Regions from separate parts of the Sus scrofa genome. Here all the other regions are linked to region 3. The links are chromatin contacts, called in public Hi-C and HiChIP or PLAC-seq maps. All regions are on one chromosome and are shown on one strand. Each heading gives the region's core, a stretch centred on a gene start, on an enhancer-like site or on the middle of the called end of the contact. The rest is flanking DNA. Distances are from core to core; before and after follow the strand shown.

Region 1 (4,404 bases), core at 835-3,334, 240 kb before region 3:
AGGAGGGCTGGCCTTCGAAGGGACCAGGGCTTTGCCGTTCTTTTCCTTTCCTCTCATTTCCCCTGATGGGTTGAGGGAGAGGGCGGGAGGCGGAGAAAGAGAGAGAGAGGCAGTGAGTGCGTGTGCGTGGACTGTGAATGAATGAGAAAAGACTACTGAAATCAGAAGGAAACAGGAAACCTCCACAGATTTAGGGTTTTGGTTTCTGTGAGTCCTCCTGTTGAGGTATTCTCATCCCTGGTGGCGGAGTTTCTTGTGTCGCCACCAGAGTTCATTGCCTTGGAGAAGATGCAGCCACCGAACTCGCCCAAGATGGACAGTCACCTAGGAGAAGGGCCCGGGGCAGGGACTGTGCCCAGTCGGCTCGCGGGGAGAGGGCTGTGGAAGTGCTCGTCCTTGGGTGCCCTCCCTCCGCTCAGGGCCTCGGGCAATGTGCATCTGGACTGGGCCAAGGATCTGCATGTTTAACCCACCCCGCCAGGCGAGTCTGAGCTGGTGGCTCATGGTCCCCTCTGCGAGAAATGCCACTTCAGGGAGGGAGACCCTCCGCCAGCACCTCCCCAGGTTCAGGGGCAGAACCAGCTGGTCACTGCAGGGGCCCCGGCCTGTTACACGCGACCCACGGGGGTAGAGCTTTCTTTGTGGAGGTGGCACATGGGGATTCCTGTTGAAATCAGCGAGAAAAGAAAGTTGTAACCCTCATGCGATCTCCCCAAGGCAGCTCTGGAGACAGAGGGAGAGCATGGGGACGGGAGCTTTCAGACCTGAGTTCACACGGCCTCTTCCCTCTCCCCGCTCTGCCACCGGCAAAAGGCAGTCATCTCCCCGGAGCAAACAGTGTCCTGAAGGTCCTCTCAGGGCTGGCGCGAGGTGGAGCTCGTGACGCCCGTACAGATGAGGGGCCTCCTGAGACCGGGGACCCCTGAGACCAGGGGCCCCAGCCTCTCCCACCCCCGCCTTCCTGAGGGTGGGCCTGGGGCCTCTCCCACCAGCGCTGGGGCCAAGCTGGGGGAAATTAACCCTCTGGGTAATCTAGGACCTGGTTCTTCTCTGGACCACGGTCAGCGTCTAGTCCATGACTGAGGGTGCAGGCTTTCTCAGGTGGAAGCAGAGCGGCCTCGTGGATGGCGTCGGATGGGATTAGGTTGCGCGTCTCCTTTGCAGGGCGGACTCTGCCACCAAGAGAAGAAGAGCCGGGGGTCTTGGAGGAAGGGGGGGAGGTGCTGGGCGTCGCTCCTTCAGATGCATGGCTTCTGTACCCTCCGTGCGTGACCGAGCCCTCTCTCTGTCTCTTCCCCACCCGTCACCAGGGAGGAGAACGGCCAAAAATCAGCCTGCCCGTTTCCCTGTACCTTCTGTCACAGGTATGTTTGCCCTATCGCCCGTGTCCCAACCACATGGTGACGTGGGGTCCGGGGTGGGGGGCTGCTGCCTTGCGGAAATTTCCCAGGCCACTTTGCCCTGTCTTCTCTCTCCATGTCCCCACCTTGAAATAAAATAACAAGACAGGGAAAAGGGGGTCCATTTTCCAGACACTGCTGGAGGCGCTTTGTATTTTTTCGTGGTCGTGCTTGGAAGTGTGAAGAGAAGTGAACAATAAATCAAGCCTGGCACATATGTACTTGGTTTTTACTGTGGGGACTGAGGTTTCCGAAACCGCCAAGGAGCGTTCTGAACACCCTGGAAACGTCGCCCGCGCGGGTCCTGTTTTCGGCCATTTTGACCGAAACCCCGAACCGCAGGCCCCGACGTGTAAGTGCACAGCAACTGTGCCTTCACAAACTTCCATCCACGAGGCCGCTCTTCAAGGCTTTTATGGTGGTTTTAGTTCCGAGGTTACCTTCTGGAAGGTATCTTATAGCAGCCTCAGTCCCCAGATGTGTGTCTTGAGCCAATTTGTCTGCCTCCCCCTCTTAAACAAGTGTGTTTCCTTCTCGTAATTATGTAATATTTACAAGAAGGGAAAAACTCCATGGTGACCCAGTTACATAACTTTAAAAATATTTTTATTACGAGCAGTCCAGACTCTCAGGCCATCTCATTAGACTGTCAAGTAGTCAGACATTTGACCCGAGTTCTGTTCCCACTTCTGCTGTGGCCTGGGTATTTATTGGCTTTGCTGAGCGAATGGCCTTCTCACTTGGTCTGTGGGCCATTTCGAGTCCGAGGAGGGCTGTCTGCCATTGCCCTGAGAAGAGAGATGCTGACTCGGCCTCCTCCTGGCGGCCAGGCCAACTGGGACCGTTGCGTGGCCACTTCCCCATCACCCAGGTCTTGTCCCTGCGGCTCTGTTTGCTCGGGGCTGTGCGCTGGTGCCGACTCTCTGAATGCCCCTCTGTGCGCCCAGCTCCGTGCAGAGCCCAGCCCCTCCTGGCAGCTGTTTCCACCGCCTCCTTACGGATCCACTGGCCTCTCCTGCCTGGGATTCTGGAGTCTGGCAGGATGCGCGCAGGCCAGATGCTCAGCTGCAGGAACCCCGGGGCAATCGGCCGCCCTCAGGACCCTTCAGCTGCTGGAGCACCCCGCGGAGCCAGCCCCACTTTTTCTCCGAGAACCCCCTTTTCCTGCTTTCCTAGTAAGGGACCTAGGGGCTAGTTTCGGTCTCTCACAGAAGCGCTGTCTCTGGCGTCCCAACTCACATAGTGGAGCTTTGCTCCCCACCCTGCGTTTCCCTGTGATTTTATTAGCCAGTTGCCTGAGGATGTAAAAACCTCAAATCAGTTCTAAATCCTGGTGCTTAAGCTCTACATCAGAACATCCTCAGAAGTTATTTTATAAGCATCACTACTAAACCAGGAAAATTTACATTGATGACGTTAACTCAGTGTGAGGGACGCTCTCCAACTAACACTGAACCTCTTGTGACACAAACAGGATGGCCCAGTCTTTTTTGTCCTTTTATTTTTGGGGGGGGTCCTTTTTAGGGCTGCACCCGAGGCATATGGAGGTTCCCAGGTTAGAGGTTGAATTGGAGCTGTAGCCACCAGTCTACACCACAGCCACAGCCACACGGGATCTGAGCCAGGTCTGCAACCTACACCACAGCTCACAGCAATGCCGGATCCTTAACCCACTGAGCGAGCCAGGGATCGAACCTGCGTCCTCATGGATACTTGTTTGGATTGGTCACTGCTGAGGCACCATGGGAACTCCTGGCCCAGCTCTTTTGAGTCTGGCCCACACACGCTTCCACGTACCTTGTGACTGTCGGCTCCACCACTCCCAGCCTTCCCCATCCATAGCGCAGGAATGGCACCATGCATGTCCACCCTGGCCTCTGTCGGGTGGGCTTAGTAGATAGATGCCCACTGAGTGTTTGTGGACTGAATTCCTTTGTCATCAGTATGATCACTGTTGCTTGAAGGCCCGCCCTGGGCCTGGGCTAACCCGCTCGATCATACTGTACAGTCTATGATTGGCAGTGAGTGTCTCCCCCATGTTTTAAAAACACCGTGCTGTTTTTTTCGGTAGGTCCCACATTTGGTTTTTCTGCCTGTACCTTTAATTGAATTGTATTTATTTTTGGCACAATGTGTTCATTCTGCTCCAACAGTACAAAACAGCATGAGGGAAAATCGCCCTCTTACCCCTGGTCCCACTCCCAGAGGCAGCCAGTGTTTTAGTTTCTGCCTTTCCCTTTTTTTTTGGTTTACAATATTTTAAAAATATTCAGTCTCCCAATTTCTATCCCCAAAGACAATTATCATTGTCCTTCCAGAGACGTTCTCTGCCAGGGGTTTTCAACTGGTGGTGATGTCACCCCGCCTCCAAAGGACACTGGCTAGTACCTGAAGACGATTCTGCTTGTCATGACGCGGGGAGGGGGTGCAGCTAGTATCCAGGGGGTAGAGGCCATAAATGCTGCCAAATATCCCACAATACACAGAACAGCCCCCCCCCAAAGAATTATTCCCAACAATAGTGCTGAGGATGGGGAGCCCTGTTCCCCATATACATGAGCAAATACAGACGTGTGCATACCCCGTTGATGTACCAGCGGTCAACACATCCCACGTTGTGCTGCGGGACCCGTGTGGCCTTCACATTTTAAAACAAGCCCAGGGGTGTCTGAGCCAGCTTTGCGAGGCAGTTTCGGTACCCAGAATTCTCAAGCCATTCCTTTGAACCTCCGGCAACAGGCCGGGGCAGCCAGGCCATCTCAGCAGCCGGCCCTTCTGATGCTGCTTCCTGGCCCAATGTGGTCTGTCTCTTTGGCTCCTGCAGCTTCTCCTCCCCACAGTTCTCACCCCTGCCCGTGCTGCCCTGGAGTCCCGGTGTGCTGAAGCCCACCGCACAGGTCAGAGCTCGTTCCAGAGATGGCATCTCTGAGCAGCGAACCTCTGCCAAGTCCTTGATTGGAACCAGGCTTGCCGGCCCCTTCTTCCGTGTAACTGAAATATTGGG
Region 2 (4,260 bases), core at 1,226-3,725, 190 kb before region 3:
AGGGTGGGAACACGAGCTCTTCTCAGCCCCTTGTGAGCTCTGGGATTGTTCTGCCTGCCTCCTTCCAGCAGGCCTTTTGCTTTCCCCACAGCGCAGAACTTAGCCGAAGCCTAAGAAGGAACTCGCTGCAGATCTGGGCAGCTCCCTCCTCCCCGGTCCTCACGCCTATGGATTCTGGCCATTTGGCCTTTCTGAGCTGAAGCCTCTGCCTTCATCTCAGAGAAACTGGGCTTCGTGACTGTGACCTGGGGCAATCCCTGGGCCCTTGCTTTTGTTTGCCCTCTCTCAGGGTCACTCTCCCGTGTTGCCTGTTGTCTGGTCCAGTGCCTCATAACCATTGTTTTATATGGTTTGCCTACTTTTCTAGTTGCTTGAATCAGGAGGGTAGATCCAATCCCTCCTGGCTGGAAGGTGTTATACTTTTTTTTTTTTTTTTTTTTGCTCTTTAGGGCTGTACTTGTGGCATATGGAGGTTCCCAGGCTAGGGGTTGAATCGGAGCTGCAGCTGCTGGCCTACACCAGAGCCACAGCAACTCGGGATCCGAGCCGCATCTGCGACCTACACCACAGCTCACGGCAACACCGGATCCTTATCCCACTGAGCGAGGCCAGGGATCAAACCTACAACCTCATGGTTCCTAGTTGGGTTCGTTAACCACTGAGCCGTGAAGGGAACTCCTGGAAGCTATACCACCTAAAAAAGAAGTTGTATTGAGGTGTAATTGATAAGCAGTGAACTGCACGTACGTAAAGTATACAGTTTGATAAGTTTTGAGGCACAAACACACCATGGAACCATCACCACAGTCAAGACAGCGTTCACGTCCTTCACCCCAAATGTTTTCTCCTGCCCCTTTGTCACCCTCCTGTCCCTCTCTTCTCCCACCCTTCTCCCTGGGCAGCACTGAACTGCTCCCTGTCTCTGTAGATTAGTTTGCACTTGCTAGAATTTTATGTAAATAGAATTGCAAAATCTATACTCTCTTTTTGTATGACTTCTTTCCGTCTGCATAATTGTTTTGCGATTCTTCCGTGTCGTAACCATCTGTGGTTCCTTTCCTCTTACTGTTGAGTAGTTTTCCTCTGTAGGAATATGAATGTACCACAATTTGCTTACCCACTCCTCTGTTTTGCTGTTTGGCCATGGCAAGCAGCAGCTTCCTGTGGGATCTCAGTTCCCAGCCCAGGGATCGACCTCAGGCCTCAGTGGTGAAAGCACCGAATCCTAACCACGAGACCACCAGGGAACTCTCCCTGCTCCCCATTCAGCTGTTAGTGGACATTTGGGTTGTTTCCAATTTGTGACCATCGTAAACAAAGCTGCCATGAACATTTGTGTGTAAGTCTTTGTATGGACATGTGTTTCCATTTTCATGGCTAAATACTGAGGAGTAGAGTAACTGAATCTATGTTAGGTGTATATTTGTTCTTCGGCACCTGCCAAACTGGCTTCCACAGCGGCTGTATAACCTCACATCCCACCACCCATGTAGTTGCAGCGTCTTCACACCCTCACCAGTAGTGGGCATGGCCACTTTTTGTAGTTTACTCATTTTAACAGGTATAGATAGGGTGGTGTCTTTTTGTGATTTTTTTTTTTTTCTTTTTTGGCCGCTCCGTAGCATAGGGAGTTCCCGGGCCAGGGAACGAATCCATGCCACAGTTGTGACTTACGCTATAGCTGCGGCAACGCCGGCTCCTTTAACCCACTGTGCCAGGCCTGGGATTTGATCCTGAGTCCTGGCGCTGCAGAGACACAGCCAGTGCATTGCGCCACAGTGGGAACTCCTCTCTTTTTGTGATTTTAATTTGCATTTCCCTAGTATCTAATGGTGTTTGGCAGCTTTTCTAGTGCTTACTCTGCCACCTGCATGTCTTCTTTGGTGAAGTGTCTTTTCATATCCTGTGCCCATTTTTTAATAGATTGTCCATTTCTTATTGTTGCGTTTCAGGAGTTCTTTATATTCCGGACACAAGTCCTTTATCAGATGTGTTTTGCAAAGATTTCCTCCCAGGCTGTGGCTGGTCTTTCCATTTTCTTGCCACTGCTCTTGGGAGAGCAGATGCTTTTAATTTCCATGAAGTTCCCATGACACTTTTTTATACTGCTCTTGCTCTGCATGGTTTCCCTCCCATGCTGGGCAGCTTGGTCTCCGTATCTCTGCCGACAGCCTCCTGCAGAGCTGGGCTCAGCGTCTGGCAGCCGGTCAGCACTCGGCCGAAGTTTGCTGGCTGAGTGCCTCTCAGCTGTGTGGCAGCCCATCCCCCACCCCGCGCCCGCGCTGCCCGTCCTTCCCTTCACAGGGGCTCCGCAGGGAAGGTGCTATCGCCGTGGGCGGAGGTGCCGGGCTCCCGAAGGCTGGGGGCTCGTGGGCGAGCTCTTTGCCTTACAGGTTGCTGGCTTCCCTGACGGGCTTCCTTCTGGGAGCCCCTCCATGTGTTGGGGAGCAGAGAAGTGGTGGCTCGCACCCCACGCTCCTTCACTCCTTGGTCCGTGTGGTGGCTGGGGAGACCACCCCACTGAGCCCTGCTGGGGGCCTCCGTCTCTGTCTTCCTAAAAGAGTGGGACTCTGGATTCAGAGGAATTTAATTCCTTCTTCTGTTGCTTGCAAATGCTTTTATTTACTTATTCACTGTCCCTTCTGACGAATACTTCTGAAGCCCTTCTTAGACACCAGGCCCTGTGGTTCTTATGGAGAACACAGTGGTGAACCAGCGAGTGTGGCTGCTGTGGAGGGAGGTGAAGGCAGCATGACGGGCGTTTTTTCGTTGTTGTTGTTGTTTTTCTTTTTAGGGCCGAATGGATGTTCCCAGTCTAGGGATGGAATCGAAGCTTCAGCCGCACGGCCTACACCACAGCCACAGCAACACCAGATCCGAGCCACACCTGTGACCTACACCACAGCTCACAGCAATGCCGGATCCTTAACCCACTGAGCAAGGCCAGGGATTGAACCCGAAACCTCATGATTCCTAGTCGGATTCATTTCCTCTGTGCCATGACGGGAACAACTTGAAAGAAAGACTTTTCGTGTGTGTGTGTGTGTGTGTGTGTGTGTGTGTATGATTTGTGATTGTGGAGTGAACCAGGGGTGGTGGTACAGGGGTCACCAGCTAACATGATCCGGGAAAGCTTCTCTGAGGAATGAACATCAGAACTGAGGCCTGAAGAGCGAGAAGGAGTCAGCTCTGCAAAGGTCTGGGGCAGGAGTGCTCCAGGTAAAAGGAACAGCATATGCAAAGGCCCTGAGGTAGGAAAAAGCTTACAGGTTTGAGGAGCAGAAAGCAGATCAAGGTAAGGTGGACCAGGTGGGCAGGGACCAGATCGTAAGGGGCCTTGAAGGCCGCAGAAAGGAATTTAGATTTTATCCCAAGTGCAGCGGGGAACACCGAAAGGATTTTTAAGTGGGAGATTGACACGATCAGATGGACGTTCTTGGAAGATTGCTCTGGCCACTGAGGGAGTGAGTTGCAAGGGGGAAAGCTGGGATGCTTGTTAGGAAGCTGTTGCAGTAGCCCCAGCAAGGATAATGTGGGTCGAATTATGACATGTTGGCCGTGGGGATGGAGAAAATTGGAAGGTTTTACGATGTATTTTGGAGACAGAGCCAGGATGAGCTGTCGGACTGGATGTGGGGCTTGAGTGAAAGGGACGCCTGGGCAGCTGTGTGTGGCCATTGATTAAGATGAGACCAGGGGAGGACTGGGGCTGGGAGTGGGGGACGTGGCCTGATTGGGTGGGAGGGGCCCCAGGGGAGGAACGATGCCAGGGCACTGCTCCTGCCCAGGTGTGGCTGGTGGCCCATTTCCAGAACCAGTGAATGTGGGCTATGGAGTACACTTGGGGAGCAGGCCGCGGAGCTCAAGTTCAGCACCCGAGGCCCAGGTGCCTGCGGGACCCCCGGGGAAACTGCCTTGTGGGGGCGATGCTGCTGGGTTTATAGCCTGCGGGTACAGGTCTGTCTTTGGTGAGGGGGCAGCGGGGGGTGGGGGGAGCAGCTGGTTGGTGTTCTGGTTTGGCAGCAGTCAGTTTGCTGCACTTAACCTGCAGCCCCTCGTTTCCAGATACGTGCCCTCCAAGCAGGGCTCCTCATGAAATGGTCTCTTTCCGATATTTTTTCATCATAAGACAATTTTAACATAAAAGCAATGTTAATAAAAACCAAACGTCAGTTCAGGCCTTCCAGTAAATCATATTGGATTAGATGCTGCACCGAAATGAACATTCCACAGTGGAAAGGGTTGACCGGTGGGAGGAAG
Region 3 (4,606 bases), core at 1,620-4,119:
AAATTGACTTTTTAAAAATTTATTGACCATTTTAATATAGGTAACTAGGCACTTGGAATAGTGCCTGCACATTGACGCTCTATATAAATGTTAGCAGCTGCTTTAGTATTACTGCAGCCGTGAGGCCTTCGTGGGAGGCTGTGCTGGCTAGTGGTACCCAGCTTCTGAAGCAGGACTGTCCTAGGTTTGAAAATCTGGCTCCTCCACTTGCCTCTCTGAGCCTCAGTTTTCCCATCTACACAATGAGGGGAGGTTACTAACTCACAGGCCAGTTGTGAGGCTTCAACAAGGTAGCACGGGGCCCGGCATACAGTAAACGCTCACTAAGTGTCTGCCCTATGCCCAGGCACTGCCTTCTTGGGTTTTTCTCCCAGCACTGCCCAAGCTGGGTGGGAGACAGGGAAGTCGGAACAAGGCCAGGACTCGATCTACAGAGCAGAGAAAAAAGGGCAGGACACAGTTAAGAAAAAGCAGTGATTCCTTGGAGGCACTGAGACAAGACGTCTCCTCCTTCCCTCCCAGCCCACCTCATTAAAGGATGAAATTGCCAAAGCTCTCCGAGATCCTAAATCTCTCCTGGCCATCCTTAACCTTGAGGCCCGGAATCTATTTAATCCCCAAGACAAGCCTGGGCCGCCCCAGCTCTCTGGTTATCAAGTTAATTTTATGCTGCACTTTCAAGTCTGAAAGGTATTATTAAATATTAGGACACTCCATCACAAGCATGTCCAAGGCTGCAGAGGGCCATTCTGACTTCTAAAAATGAAGTGTAATGTGTCTGTGAGGCTGCTTAACCCTAAACCTGAAAGTGGCTCAATCCACCAAGAGCAGCAGCTCAGGTGTGAGTGGCCAGCAGGCCGGCCACAGATGCAGGAGTAGCCTGGGAACCCTCTGGTGATGCTGGCCAGCCCAAGTTCCCAAAAACACCACCTCCTCCAACCACTACGCATCAGTGCCTGCTGCTGAGGGTTACAGCAAAGCACCTCTTCCAGCCAGCCCATTTTAGAGGTAGTCACTGAGGCCCCGAGAGGCAAAGGGAATTGCCCAAAGCCGCCAAAAGGGCCCTCCTTCCACCACAGACCACAAAGCGTCTTTCTGGCTCCAAGTTGTGTGTTCACCAAAAAGTACATGAGTTAGAAGAGAGCGGGAAGAAGGAAGTCAGACCCAGCACTGAATCCCCATCCCATTTAAACTATGTCTCCCTAGATACTGAGTTTCAGAATGTGCCACTCCTTCCAAAAACTCATCGAGCCCCCACCCCCACCCTCTTCCTGGAAGAAGTTGTGGTCATAGAATGAAAGAAGTTTCCTCTCTGTCATCCATTTCAGATTTCTGGGAGGACAGCCAAAAAAGGCCATAGGGATGACCACAGGCAAATTTAAAATGCCTCAGTGTTCTCTTCTGTAAGATGGGGATTAGAGCCTTGCTTCATAGGGTTGTCTTTATAGATTAAGTCAATTTAAGCATGTGAAGCACAGAATAGGGCTTGGCACACATTAAGTGCTCAAACTCGAGCTGCCATGTTACCAGAGACAAGACCAAAACTAGACAAACTGTTCCTCTCCCCTTGAGCACTGTGGGTAGAGCCATGCAGGGCTCCCAGCCAGAACTTGGGCCCCACACGGCCTTTGGCCAAGCTGAACAGGTCAGTCTTAGGACCCCGGGGACCCGCTCAGAATCATGGAAAACCTTTGACCAAAGCACACGCTCTAGAAACCTTTTTTCTTAAAAAAAAAAAAAACTTTCATAATAAAGTTTATTACCTAAACTGGTGGTAAAAAATATAAAATAGGATTCTGCACAGCAGAAAAATAAAGCCAGAGACCCTCCCCCAACCCCTGGTTTGTGCAAAGATACTGGGTATATGTAAACATGAAGAGGTAGGAGGTACTGAGTTCAGGTCCTGGCCCCAGATAGTTAAGTTAAGCTACTACCAGGGGGACAACCAGGGGGACCCAGAGGGAGCACCAAGAGGGGGCACCCCCACAAGAGGTGGGGAGGGGTCTACGGGAGGGGTCTCCAGCCGAGGGCGGGAGGCGCCTCGCCCCCACACTCGCTCCCTCCAACCCACATGGTTCCAAGGAAATAATAATTAATAATAGAAAATAATAAGGCGCCCCAGTTAATGCTCCGTGCAGGGCGGGCGCGGCCGATCATATCTGGAAGGGGAAGGAGCTCAAGTAATCGCGGAGGACGGGGTTGAGGGGGATGCGCGCCAGGTTCTCGCGGCCCACGGTAGCCACAATGCGCTGGCGGCACAGCTCCTGCAGCGGCCGCACGCGGCGCTGGCGCAGCGGGGCCCCCAGCATGCGGCGCGGCGCCGCCACGTAGTGCTCCAGCAGCTCGAAGAGGCAGTCGAAGCTCTCGCGGCTGCCGTCCAGGTGGAAGCGGCCGGCCTGGAAGTGCACGCGGATGCTTGTGGGGCCCGAAGCCATCTTCACACTGAGGGCGAAGAAGCAGTTCCGCTGGCGGCTGTCGCGCACCAGGAAGGTGCCCACGGGCTCGGCGCGCAGCCGCTCGTGCGCCCCGTGCACGCTCAGAGGCCCCCAGTAGAAGCCGCAGGCGTCGAGGAGCGCGCTGGCGCGGGTGATGCGCCGGTAGTCGGCGTGCGAGCGGAACGTGCGGAAGTGCGTGTCGCCCGGGGCTGGAGCCGGGGCCGCCGGGCAGGGCCGCGGGCGCGCCGGGACCCCGGGTGAGGAGGAGGAGGAGGATGAAGATGAAGAGGAGGAGGAGGAGGAGGAATGCTCTGGCCGCCGTCGGGGCTCTGCTGCCGTGGAGATTGCATTGTCGGCTGCCACCTGGTTGTGTGCTACCATCCTACACGCGGGGTCGGCCGGAGGGGTGGGCCATAGCGTCCGGGGGTGCGCTGATGGGGGAGACAGTCAGTGAGCGGGGAGTCTGGGTGGGGCTGGGCAGGTGAGAACCCGCGAGGCAACTTAGGAGGGGTGGGGATCCGTTTCTAATGGGTCGAGGGCGCAAGACCAGGTCGGGGCGGCCCTTTGAGCCTCAGTGGTCTCATCTAGAAAATGGGCTTCCCCGTCCGCAGAGTACTTCCACGCGGCTGGGAGCTCGGTGGGGCTCGGAGTCGCTCAAAGTTTGGTTAAGAGAGGGGGGCGTGGAGAGAGGTGCTTTGGAGAAACCAGCCCCAACTCCGGCCACTCGGCTCCCCATTCGCCGCCCTACGGCCGCCGCCTGCTGGCCAGGCCGGGGATTGGCGCCTCGACTCCGAGATTTGCGCAAAGGCAGAAAAGCTGCGTTGCGGGAACCCCCAAGCGCGGGGGTCTGCCAGGGTGGAGCCAGCCGGGGCTAGGGGCGTGGCGGCCGCGACCCCACCACGCAGCGCCCGAGGCCGCCCTGGCAACCTGGCTGTCCTGTGCCGTCCTCCCCTTTCCCTCCCGCTTTCTTGCCCAGTGCCGGGCTCACCTGGCGGCGGGGCGCGGGGCGCCGCGGGCGGGGCGGCGGGGGTCTCCGGGGCGGCTCTCGTGCATGCTCCGGGGCCGGGAGCCGTGCAGCTGCCACGGCCGCAGCTCGCTCTGCTCCGCGCCCGCCCCTGCACCAGTCTTTTAAACTGGCTTGGAGGTGTGGTCAGTGAAGGCCCCGCCCCCTACGGCTACACCCCCCCCCCCACTACAGGCCCGCCCTTCCGCGCCACTTTCGGTTTCTTTTTGTGCGCGCCTCGGAGGCCAGGCTCGCTCGACCTTTGCCACAAATCCGGGAACCTTTCCCCGGGAGGCCCCCTGTCCTGATCTAGCCTCGCACCTGTCCTAGGACCCCTCTATTCAGGTCTCCAGCCCCATCCCTGAGCTCCCTGGGCAGTTCTCAGACGCCCCTTCGGACCTAGTGGCCCAGCTTCCCCCGCCCCCGCCACTGCTCTCGGTCGCAGATTTCTGCAGCCAACCCCTTAAGGATACTTTGGACTGACCCTAGCACATTCTTCTGCCCCATCAGGTGTCTCATCACCCACCTTGGCTAGATCTGGGTCCTCTACTCTGGAGCCAGACACCTCCACCCGCCCTTGGGGTCTCGTTTGGGACCCCTCCGGACTGCTTTCGCCATTGCTCTGCCCCGTAGTGCCGGAGCCTCTAGATGGCTGCTTCTGCGCCCCTCCCTGCCTGTTGCTGTCCCCAGTTTTGGCTTGGGCTTCCCAGGAAGCGACGATCTGACCACAGGCTTCGGAGGAACCCTTCGGCGGCGCGGGAGGGGCGCCTTCGCTGCTCACACAGTTCCTCGGAAACCGGGCGGGGCCGGGCAAGGTCGGTTGCCGGTGGCCTTGGCCGGCGCTCTACTACGCCGCAGCCGGAGAAACTGAGGCTCAGTGACTGGTGGAGGGGGAGCTCCGAAGGAGGCACGCCCTCCTTGCTTTTATTTCGGGGAGAGGAGCAGCTAGGCACTCTGGAGCCCAGTGAAAAAACGGTTCATTTTCAGATGTGTTAATTCCAAAAACCTGCTGTGAGTTTTCCTGGCCAGCCCTCCTCTTCCCCCTCGTCTACTTTACTGTTGCCTCCCCACTGCTCGCGTCTGCTCCCTTCCCACACTCGCACCTCGGCTTTGGGATGACGGGGTACCAGTTGTGATTCGTACATTTGTGTGTGATCCTGTTTGTCCT

What was found. A called contact is a pair of places that touch in the nucleus more often than the background predicts. HiChIP or PLAC-seq counts read pairs in DNA pulled down with a chosen protein or histone mark.
Region 1: a Hi-C map of skeletal muscle shows a contact between it and region 3, with 6 times the contacts expected there. The contact joins the enhancer-like site here to the promoter of SOCS1 in region 3. A contact is called at or near these places in 3 of 5 promoter capture datasets (fetal liver, fetal skeletal muscle and liver), 28 of 47 Hi-C or Micro-C datasets (alveolar macrophages, blood, brain and 14 more) and 2 of 2 datasets of contacts at active chromatin or transcription factors (alveolar macrophages and skeletal muscle).
Region 2: an H3K27ac HiChIP or PLAC-seq map of skeletal muscle shows a contact between it and region 3, with 6 times the contacts expected there. The contact joins the enhancer-like site here to the promoter of SOCS1 in region 3. A contact is called at or near these places in 2 of 5 promoter capture datasets (fetal skeletal muscle and liver), 3 of 47 Hi-C or Micro-C datasets (fetal heart ventricle, heart right ventricle and subcutaneous adipose tissue) and 2 of 2 datasets of contacts at active chromatin or transcription factors (alveolar macrophages and skeletal muscle).

Annotation. Positions count from the first base shown.
Region 1 is chr3:32,116,956-32,121,359 of Sscrofa11.1, reverse strand. It overlaps CLEC16A (protein CLEC16A), which reads left to right. Exons shown (of 25, transcript XM_021086617.1): 9 at 1,311-1,364. Among named protein-coding and RNA genes, the nearest start is that of CLEC16A, 39 kb to the left of the region's middle. Within about 2 kb of position 2,084, at least 10 of the 83 cell types and tissues checked have an H3K27ac peak or open chromatin away from gene starts, as enhancers often do. A contact at or near this core is called in mesenteric adipose tissue, omental adipose tissue, retroperitoneal adipose tissue and 2 more, where this site is marked.
Region 2 is chr3:32,071,841-32,076,100 of Sscrofa11.1, reverse strand. All of the region lies in intron 13 of CLEC16A (protein CLEC16A), which reads left to right. Among named protein-coding and RNA genes, the nearest start is that of CLEC16A, 84 kb to the left of the region's middle. Within about 2 kb of position 2,475, at least 15 of the 83 cell types and tissues checked have an H3K27ac peak or open chromatin away from gene starts, as enhancers often do. A contact at or near this core is called in skeletal muscle, where this site is marked.
Region 3 is chr3:31,880,154-31,884,759 of Sscrofa11.1, reverse strand. SOCS1 (suppressor of cytokine signaling 1) reads right to left here and starts at 2,869. Exons shown (of 1, transcript NM_001204768.1): 1 at 2,038-2,869. The coding sequence starts at 2,816. The coding sequence ends at 2,154.